Linked DNA regions of Mus musculus: region 2 is linked to region 1. A link is a contact called in public Hi-C data. All regions are on one chromosome and are shown on one strand. Each heading gives the region's core, a stretch centred on a gene start, on an enhancer-like site or on the middle of the called end of the contact. The rest is flanking DNA. Distances are from core to core; before and after follow the strand shown.

Region 1 (5,222 bases), core at 254-2,753:
CTCTCTACTCAAGACCTCAGACTCACCTGTCACCGGGAGCCTGGGAAGTGCACTGCAATTGGCCAACTGGCTGATAGGTGTGGTGTGAAAAAAAAAATGACTCCAAGTGTGGTAGCCATGCCTAGGATCCTGGCACTTGCATCAGGGTCAGAGGCAGCAGGGCTGCTATACATCTGAGTGCTCATTTGAAAAAAACAAACCACTGAACAAACAAAAGGAGACAGACCGCTTGCAGAATTCAAGTTCACAATATCTAAAGGGCAAAATTATACAGAACCCAAAATAGCATATGCCTGACATCTAAAAATTCTGTCTTTAGAAGTGCAGCTTGGCTCTCTCTGCTGCTTAAATGAAGTTCCCAATTTGGCTAAGTGTATGCAGTCATTGCACAATGGGGGTTCCAGAGCTTTCTGCTCCTTTCCTGTCACTTGTCCACCTGTCTATGGGAGAGGAGAGAACGGTTGGCGTGGGGAGGGCTCCTGTCATCTGGGTCACCTATAGCTACACGGAAAAGGCCAGATTGAGACAGCGCTTGACTTTCACCCTGCCAGCATTCAAGGGGCTGGTGGGCTAGCTAGGCAGTTGGCTCAGAGAGGTCATGTGACTTACTCAGGGTGGCCGGGCCTTTGGAGCAGGGTTTGAGCCAGAGACTACTTGGTTTGGAACTGACATCCTTTTTCTGATGTCACCTTTCTCTGCACTGCTTGAAGGAGCCTCACTAGGGCCCGATAGATTTAAAAAATGCCTTTCAGCCGGATCCACATACAAAAGCATGATTTCCAGCCAAGCCAATTTAGTAAATTGATTTGTAAACTCCTGTGTGTTCCCAGAGTGCTCTGAAGGACCCTTGAGATGCAGCTTTTGCTGGGAAAATGCAAAGACTCCTCCAGCTCTCCCCTACCCCCCTTCGATTTTAGTAGCAAATAATGCAGACAGCACTGGCTACATCTGCCTGCCTGTCAGTTACCCAGAGCAACAGTGGTACTTTTTACCTGTCCAAACTCCTCCTTCAGCCTTGGAGGTCTCAATACATTATGCCAAAACAGTGTCACCAACTGTAACTTCATCAAGTGACTGAAGAGTCCAATGTGCTGAGCGGAATGCCTGCATGGCAGCTTTATGGTTTGATCCAGTCTGCTGGTGACTGCGGAGCTGCAGTTAGCATTTAGATCGGCTTTGAGGGATCGAGGCCACACCGGTGTGAGAAAATACAGAGGTGTGTTGTGCCCAGCAATCAGAGACGGCTCCTTAAACGAAGTCCCTGGCATTCAGTCTCAGCAAGTTATTTTAAACTCAAGCTATTTTTTATTCTGCTTTTTGTTGTCTGTCAGTAACTATCTTTTCCCCAGGTCTTCTCCCGCTCCCTTCGTGGACTGGGCTGATGTTATGGGGAGGCCACAGCCTCAGGTCCCTGTTGCCCCTCAGGCTTGCTGCTAATGCTCACTCACAGGTTAGAGGCAGCTGACACTCTGCAAAAGTGAAAGCGAACATTTCGCAGTTACGCAATGCCTTTGTCTGTGCTGTCTGAGAGCGCCCTGTGGCCACCCTCCCTCTAATCTGCACAGTGTCCTGTGAAGTGGGCAGAGAAACAGAAGCATCTGGAGATGAAAGACTCAGCCAAGCTCCGAGCCTACTTTCTCCCTTCTGAGAACAACTTTGGCCAGATCTCCATGCCTGTCTCAGGAAGGTTTTTCTCCGCTCCCAATATCTTAATGAAAGTGACAGCTGGTGGCTGTGGGCCACTCTGTTCAGCAGAGCATTAGGCTATAGCCCCCAGGTCAGGGGAGTGTTGTCAGCTCAGAACAGCTACTCCTACTCTGGAAAATTCTCCACAGGCAAGAGGATCTATCAGAGGAAAAAAAAAAAAAGCTTACTAATGGAGAAGGCTGTGTGGTAAAGGAAGGACAAGAGATGCTGGTCATAACTAGAGTTGAAAGAGGAGTTATTTGACACTTTAGGGCTAGAGAGATGACTAGTGTTAAGAGCACAGTCCTCTTGCAGAGACCTGAGTTTGGTTCCCAGCACTCACGTTGGGTAGTTCACAAGCACTTGTAATTGCAGCCCAGGGAGATCTGATGCCCCCTGCTGGCTTCCTCATGTGCCTGCACTCATGCACACAGAGACTCACAAACAGGCACATATCCATACCCAGAATTTTTTTAAAGAACCTTTAAGATTTTAAAGTACAGTCTTTGAGCATCTATTTGCCACCCAAACCGTTACTTCCAAATCTGAAAGCTTGTCCTTGACAACAATGTCTAACTGCACATTGGTGTACACATGTAATGGCATGTAATATAGGGGCGTGAGATAGGAGGGTCACAAGTCCTATGCCAACCTGGGCTGTATAGTGAGAGAATGAGACTCTCATCTCAATTAAACTTTCCTTTTAAAGAAAAGGACTAGAACTTTAATGTTGATTGTTAGAAAGGGACAGCAGCTGCTGTCCCCTATTGTCTCTTAGGTTTCTAATGGCCTCATGGTAGATTTTTTGAGACAACCAGCTTCTGAGAGACCTATGATCTGTGTCAGGTTGTCTTGGGGGCCCTTCAACAAGGAGAACACATGCCAGTGTATCCTAAGACATCAGGGGACACGCTGATACCCTTGCCACCTGCTGACCTTGCCACCAGGGCCAGACCTCTGCAGGCCTTTCCCAAAGTAATATACAGAAAAACTGGTCACAGACGCATGGGGACCAGCAGCTGTCAGAGGCCTGATAATGTGCTCCACTCCTGGGGACACCTTTGTCACTTTGGAAGAATGAGTTCAGTGTCTCTATGAGGAACCCATCACGAGAACAGCACTCCCCTCCCCACCTGGAATTGTGACTTTTTTTTTCTTTAAACAGTCCTGGTTATTTGTTGGCCAGCTGAGAAAACAGACTTAGAAACAGCAGGCAATATGTCAGGCTTCAAAGGAAAATGTATTGGTGTCTCGCTGGCTTGCAGCCAACATTATGTTGGTAAATAATCAAATCCCGGTGCGGCGGGTTTCTCCCTGAACCTTGACTGAAAACTATTGAAGCTGGGTCTGGGAGGAGAAGAGTGGCAGCCACGCATTCCAGGGGAAAGGCTGAGGAGAATGACTGGGAATGCTTGTAATTAAGCAGGCCTTCTATGCCCACAAGACTGATGGGACAGCAAGCTAAGAACTGGAGCGAGCTTCCAAGATGAGGAAGCACTGGGTAATTAGATAGCACCTCTCCCTAGCTCAGTGGTCCTCACCCTTCCTAATGCTGTGACCCTTTAATACAGTTCCTCATGGTGTGGTGACCTCCAACCATAACACTATTTCATTGCTATTTCATAACTATAGTTTTGCTGTTATAAGCTGTAACGTGAATATTTGATTTGTAGGATATCTGATACATAACCCCTGTGGAAGAGTCATTTGACTCTTTCCCCTTAAGGGGATCATGACCCATAGGTTAAGAACTACTGCCCCAAGTCCTTTGAAGCACCTTCCAGGGCAGTCTTTAGTTATTGTAGACTTTTGTTTTTTGTTTTTGTTGTTTTCTTAAGACAGGATCTCATATATCCCAGATTGGCTTTGAAGTCACTAAGTGGCTAGGAGTCAAGGATGACCTTGAACTCATGATCCCCCTACCTCCAGCTTCTTAGTGCTAGGCTTCTAGGCATGCACCTCTGCGTTCCCGTTATGCAGGACTGAAGATGGAGCCCAGGGCTTCCTGCTTGCTAGGCAGAAACTCTTCCACCCACATCCCTAGCTTTGGAGATATAGTTTAAGGTAAGTTTGTTTTTTGCATCTTTTTCTCTTGTTGCTGATCTTGACTTCCATTTTATTCCTAGATGCAGACAGGCCTGATGACAGAGGGATGGGGCGTGCAGGCCTCTGAACATGGGCCTGTGGTGTGACTGAGGAAGGGTAGCCATGTTGTTTTGAGAGACCTAGGGTGCTGCTAGATGAGGTTCCTGCCCCTTTTATATACAGTGTATTGGATGAAGAGGGGGGACAAGGACAGCATGGAGCTTGTCTGTAGTGGAAAGAAGAGACATGATTCTTGAAAGCATTTCCATCTCTTTCCACTGTAATTCAATGTTGTCATCTATACAGTTCATGTATAAGAACCACACAGTCAAGTTGAAAAAAAAAATCTGTGTAATTTTTAGAATTTTGGGATGGGCTGTCGTTATAGCTACCATAGACCTATGGGCTGTTGGTGCCACATCCTGGTAGGGTGTGGTAAGTGGAGTCCAGGTGGGAATTGTGTATACTTGAAGGGTGCTCCTGGCAGGAATAAGATGTCATTTACCACAGCAACACTTTATTGGTTTAGGCATCACTTTTATACCAACTTTAGTCATTTCGGCGTGTAGAAGACCCAAGGGTACCAGGTGGTGGCACACATTTAATCCCAGCACCAGGCAAACAGAGGCAGGTGGATCTCTGTGAGTTCAAGGCCAGGCTGGTCTATAGAGTAAATTCCAGAACAGCTAAGGCTATACAGAAAAACCATGATTAGACTCCTTCCCCGTCAAAGAATCAAAAAAGTAAGCCCTCTCAATAGAACAGCTAAGGGGAAGACCTGGGTTCTCAGCGGAATTGTGCTACAGAGACCTAGGGTGCTGCTAGGTGAGGTTCCTGCCCCTTTATGTACAGTGTATTGGATGAAGAGGGGGGACAAGGACAGCATGGGACTTGGGTCACATTGCTGTAGAGAGTGCTTCGGGGTCAAAGGGGGCATGAGATCCCCAGGGCATTGCTCCTTGGCTCACTAGAGGGGTTCCTGGGCCACCCCTCCCTGCCAAGGTCCTAGAGAGTGACCTCAGCTTCACTCAGCTCCATTGGCTCCTGCCTCCCTCCTTCATAGTGCCAGACAAGACCTTTGTCTCCAGGACATTGAGAGTGTCAGCCTTGTGTTCTCAGAACTGGCTTCCCATCACCCAGGTCCCAGTACTGAGCTTTCTGCAAAGCCCTCCCACACTGGACTGGACTAGCCCAGCCCAGGCTCCCTCCCATACCCCGAAAAGAGCTCTTGGTCTCAGCTATGAAGCCAGCTGGTTATGAATGTTATCATCTTCCTTTTCTCCTGATCCCCACCTGTATTAGTCAGGGTTCTCTAGAGTCACAGAACTTATGAATAGTCTCTAAATAGTAAAGGAATTTATTGATGACTTACAGTCGGCAGCCCAATTCCCAACAATTGTTCAGTCGCAGCTGTGAATGGAAGTCCAAGGATCTAGCAGTTACTCAGTCTC
Region 2 (4,983 bases), core at 1,410-3,909, 320 kb before region 1:
TGGGATTTGTTTCCGTCCCTCTGTGTTTTACACCATCTTGAATGTCTGAAGTCTCCGTGACTCATGCTATAATATCTGCCACATTCTTTTTAGACACAGGGCATTTCTGCAATGTCACTTATTACCCCTCCCCCACCCCCACCCTCCCCTCCGTCCTTCCTTCCTTCTTTCACTCTCTCTGTCTCTCTCTTCTCTCTAATAATGTTTTAGCTAGCCCAGGCTAGCCTTGAACTCACTATGTAACCATAGATGGCCCTGAACTTCTGATCCTCCAGCTTTACGTTAGGATACAGGTGTGACCCACCAAACTCAGTTTATGGAGTGCTGCAGATTGGACCCAGGGCCTCTTTTCTGCTAGGTGAGCCCCCTACCGACTGAGTCACATTCCAGCCCCTCTTACCTTCCTGATTTTTCCTGGATCTTTATAACTGGAGATGACAAAAATCTATGGAGTCAAAGACTATTTCCGTTTGGGAAACAAGCTATTTCCAGCAATCTTTCAAATTAAATGGAGGGTCCAAAGTGTCTCTTATCAGTGCTGGTCTAGTTAAGAGCTATATCAGAGCTATAATAGTTGCCTGGGAGGGGGGTGGTCACCCTAGTAAGGACTTGGGACTGGGGGCTGTAGGAGGTAGTAGGTCTGATCCTAGGCAGGCTAGGCCAGTAGGGGTTCAGGCAGATAGGACCAATTAAAAGGGCAAGGAAGGCCTCAAGGGAAGTGTTTGTAGATTCCTGTTTATTCACTTTCCTTAATTCTAACAAATTACCTGAAGCTGGGTCCTTTACAAAGAAAAAAGGTTTGTCTAGCTTACTGCTTTATAGGCTGAAAGACTAAGATGGCACGGTGCCCTCATTTCAGCTTCCTTGGCTGTGTTGTTTGGTATCAGCATGAGCAGGACACTTAGAGGGTGAAGTGGGAACCAGAATGCCACCTAGACTTTCCAGCTCGCTCCATCAACAATCAATCCCGTCACAGGATGAAGTCCCAGTGAGCTACTCACCTTCCACAAGGACCCAGCTCTCTTCCTCCCTCCCTCCCTCCCTCCCTCCCTCCCTCCCTCCCTCCCTCTCTCTTTCCCTCCCTCCCTCTCTCTCTCCCTCCATTCCTCCCTCTCTCCATCCCCCCCTTCATCCCTTTCTTTCTAGAGATTTTTGGGTTTGGGTTTCTTTCTAAAGATTTACTTATTTCAGTTTTACGTTTTGTTTTGTTTTGTTTTTTGCCCTGATCACTTGCATGCAGTACCAGCAATGGCCAGAAGAGGGTACTGGACCAGAAGAGGGTACTATGGCTGGAGTTACAGACAGTTGTATGCCACTGTATGAGTGCTGGGAACTGAATCCAGGTCCTCAAGAAGAGCAGTCAGTGCTCTTGACCTCTGAGCCTTTTCTCCAGCCCAAGAAAACTCTTAAAGGTTCCATTCTCACATAGCCACAGTGGAGGCCAGACTTCCAACATGGGTTCTGCGGAAGGATAAACTATATTCAAACACAGTTGGTCTTGTCCCCCTCCCCTCCCCCCCACCCGGGCCCTGTAATTAGCTCGGGCTATGTAGTGAGATTCTGTTTCAAAACAAAACAAAACAAAACGACACAACACAACACCCAAAACCAAAACCAATAGTAGGGAGCTGGGGCTGTAGCTTAGTAGGTAGAACACTTTCCTCACACGCTTGAAGCCTGGTTTATGTCTGTAGTGTCAAATAAACTGGGCATGGTGCTGAAAAACCAGCACTTCCTGTGAAGGTAGGAGAATTAGAAGTTCAAAGTTACCCTCAGTTACATAGTGATTTTGACACCAGACGGGGCTTGGTGAGACCCAGTCTACAGAACAAAACCCAAACCCTCCATACTTTCCTGTGTGACTTCCAAGGTAGCTCAGGTGAGTGCCTGGAGAGATGGCTCAGCAGTGTAGAGTCTTTGCTGCTCGTGCAAAAGACCCGGGTTCTGTTCCCAACACCCACACAGAGGCTCATAACTGGCTGTAGTTCCAGTTCCAGGGAATCTAATACCCTTTTCTGACCTCCACAGGCACCAGGTACATATGTGGTGCATACATATACATGCAGGCAAAATACACATAAGCATAAAATAACACAAGAAATAAATCTATGAACAAGTAAATCTATTAAATAAGTAAAGAGTAACCGGCAAACAAATAAACAAATGCTCACCCGACTGGCACAGGTCTAATTGTCCAGTTCCTGAAAGGTCAGGATCAGAAACTGCCTGTCTCTCCTGGGGTTAACCTGTCTTTATTCTCTAGCTAGGGTGTTTATTCAGCATTTTAGGAGGAGAAAGCCACCCAGGTGTTGTATCTATAGGCCAATGAGATGAGAGAGGACCCTGATGGGCCAGGTAGGAGGTAAGAAGACCCCAATTCATCATCGTAGCTGTACATAATATACCCTGAACTAGAGCCTGCTTTGGCCAACCAGAGGTCAGCAGACAGGAAGGGCACTCAGCTGAGGTGACCTGCAGTGCTTGTGTATGTGGAGTGAAGGAGCCAGCCTGGTCCAAACCAAGGGAAACATAGAGAGTGAGCGACAATAGTAACCATGAGGTGTCTTATAAGGCGTGGTGTGTCTTATAAGGCGTGGTGTGGTGCGGGGGAGGGAAGGAGGACACTGTTGTACAGGGCGGGAGCAGAGGGCAGAGTGGCAGGGCAGACGTGCCTGGCGGTGTGATGGGGGCTGGGCAAAGTGATCACACCCAGCCAGACTCTGCTGTGAGTGTAGAGCTGAGAGGATTTCCTGTTGGTCATGGGATAAAGAAGGCACTATCGTCTTCACCCAGTGCTCAGTCCAGTGGTGGCATAGAGTACATTCACGCGGAGCACCGTGCATGCGTGCGGGGGTGGGGGGCGGAGCAGGGAGGGGGAAGAGAGGAGGAGGAGGGGAAGGGGAGAGGGATCTTTCATGTAGCCAGACTAGCCTCAGATTCCCATCGGTTACAGGTAGTTGCTGCCATACTTAGCATTAGCATCCGCGGAGCCGTGTGATGGGTAAATCTGCTCCATCTGAGCTGGGTTTTCATAGCTCCCATGACCTTGACCTTCAGGGAAGAAATCCTCAATCCTTGTTCCAGTTATAAAATTCCAGTTATAAAACTGGAATGCCTCGCCTGCCCTTTAAATCAATCCCCAGACTTGTGAGATGGCCCAGAGGATAAAGGCACTTGCAGGCACTTGCTGTGCAAGTTCTATGACCTGCGTTCATCCTTGTTACCCACACAACAGAAGGAGAGAGCAGCCTTCAAAACGTTTTTCTCTTACCTCTACCCAATACACCCTGGCATGAGTGTGCACTTCCACTCATACATAGAACAATTAAAATTAAAAATGAAATACACACACCACTCATGATGGCACCAAGCCTTTAATGCCAGAGCTCAGGAGGCAGATGCAGATGGAGCTCTGTGATCAGCCTGGTCTACATAGTAAGTTCCAGGAAGGCCAGGGCCACAAAACCAACCAACCAAACAAACAAACAGGAAAACCCCCAAACAAAAAACAAAACAAAGCAAAAAAAAATTATACACAAACCACAACTAATTCTCCCTTTCCTTTTCCTTGGTCATTACATTCTACTTCCTCTCTATGAACTTCACTGCCCTGGGGATCTCGTATGAGAGGAGTCATGTAGAATTTGCCCCTGTGACTGATTTAATTCTTTTAACCCAACATCCTTCAGGTTCTCCCAAGGTGCACTTCGGTGTTTAGCTGCTTGGAGGTAGTTTGCAAAGGCAGGGACTGCGGGGTGGGCCTTTCTCTGCTTTGCGGGCCGTGAGCGCCTCCTTGAGGCCATACGCAGAATCTTGTCCCTGAATTACTGCTAAAATGATGGTTGACCGGAAAAGTACGCACTTGGTTATATTTTAGCTTTTGTAGGTGAGTTGGCAAAGATGACCCTGAAGGAATGGCTCTGAGATAGGGAGTATAATATAACAGAAACTTTGAAAAGGATTGAGGCTCTCTTCCCTGAATGTCAAGGTCACAGGAGTTATGAAAACCGGGCACAAGCAGAGTATTTATACCAATCAACCCAGAGCAGCCAACTCGACAGAACTTGGAGACAAACAAGCAAATGCACAGAGGCTTTAAGTACATTCACTCTCTGTAGGGCTTTCTTGCATAAGTAATTATAGTCCCATGCAGGATGTTTTGCTGTTAATTCAGATATAGCCGGAGAAAACAGGATGGCCCAAGGGGCAAGAGGAAGTCTTTACTTCTTGCAAGATAGTCAAGGGTGAGAAGATTAAAGATAGCCTTGCCAGCTGGTAATGCTGTCAAGCTAGATTTGATGGAAACAGCTCACAGTTGATCAAGGTGCTTGGAGACTCATCCGAGCATCTGTAAGATAGCTCAGAGTGCTTGCCCAGCAGGCGTGCATTCACAGGAGTGCATGAACCAGGAACTCAAATGTCTGTAAGCCCCACGGAGAGGTGGAGTCAGGAGATTCAGGAGTTCAAGGTCAGCCTTGGTTATGCAGCAAGTTTGAGGCCATCTTGGCCAGCACAGGCTGTGTCTAGCTGTACTTATATTTTTCTGCACAGATTTTTTAAGGTCCAGGCTTATTTATTTATAGATAGAGTCTTACTCTGTAGCCTAGAGTGGCTTTGAACTCTGGTCTTAGTCTCCCTAGTTCCAGAATTACAGGAGTGAACCATCACCTGTCGCTTTTTTAGATTTATTAACTAAATCTAGGGACTTTTAGTGTTTGCTTGTTTTATTTTTGTTTTGTTATGCTCTGTTTTGCCTGATTGGTTGGGATTAAAGCTAGTCTGTCTAGCTTCAAAGGTTGGGGGGGGGGGGGAGTCAACATTAATACAACATCGCCACCTTGTGACTAACATGCTTTCTCAACGTGGCAGGCCTTAACCTCTGTCGTTCACTTACGGAGTTTGCAGTGCTGACTCCCAGACCTCCTGAGCTTTGTTGGTTGTTAGTCTTGACCATTAAATATGTACTATATGTAAACACACACA

The links. A called contact is a pair of places that touch in the nucleus more often than the background predicts.
Region 2: a Hi-C map of the N1E-115 cell line shows a contact between it and region 1, with 7 times the contacts expected there. The contact joins two enhancer-like sites. A contact is called at or near these places in 5 of 484 Hi-C or Micro-C datasets (the N1E-115 cell line and embryonic stem cells) and 1 of 115 datasets of contacts at active chromatin or transcription factors (embryonic stem cells).

Annotation. Positions count from the first base shown.
Region 1 is chr14:64,306,367-64,311,588 of GRCm38.p6, reverse strand. The region is part of intron 2 of Msra (methionine sulfoxide reductase A); the gene reads left to right. Gm52131 (a long non-coding RNA gene) reads left to right here. Exons shown (of 2, transcript XR_003951179.1): 1 at 1-3,187; 2 at 3,667-5,222. Among named protein-coding and RNA genes, the nearest start is that of Gm52131, 4.7 kb to the left of the region's middle. Within about 2 kb of position 1,503, at least 89 of the 459 cell types and tissues checked have an H3K27ac peak or open chromatin away from gene starts, as enhancers often do. A contact at or near this core is called in the N1E-115 cell line, where this site is marked.
Region 2 is chr14:64,626,012-64,630,994 of GRCm38.p6, reverse strand. The region is part of intron 1 of Gm36924 (a long non-coding RNA gene); the gene reads right to left. Among named protein-coding and RNA genes, the nearest start is that of Gm36924, 3.9 kb to the right of the region's middle. Within about 2 kb of position 2,659, at least 42 of the 459 cell types and tissues checked have an H3K27ac peak or open chromatin away from gene starts, as enhancers often do. A contact at or near this core is called in the N1E-115 cell line, where this site is marked.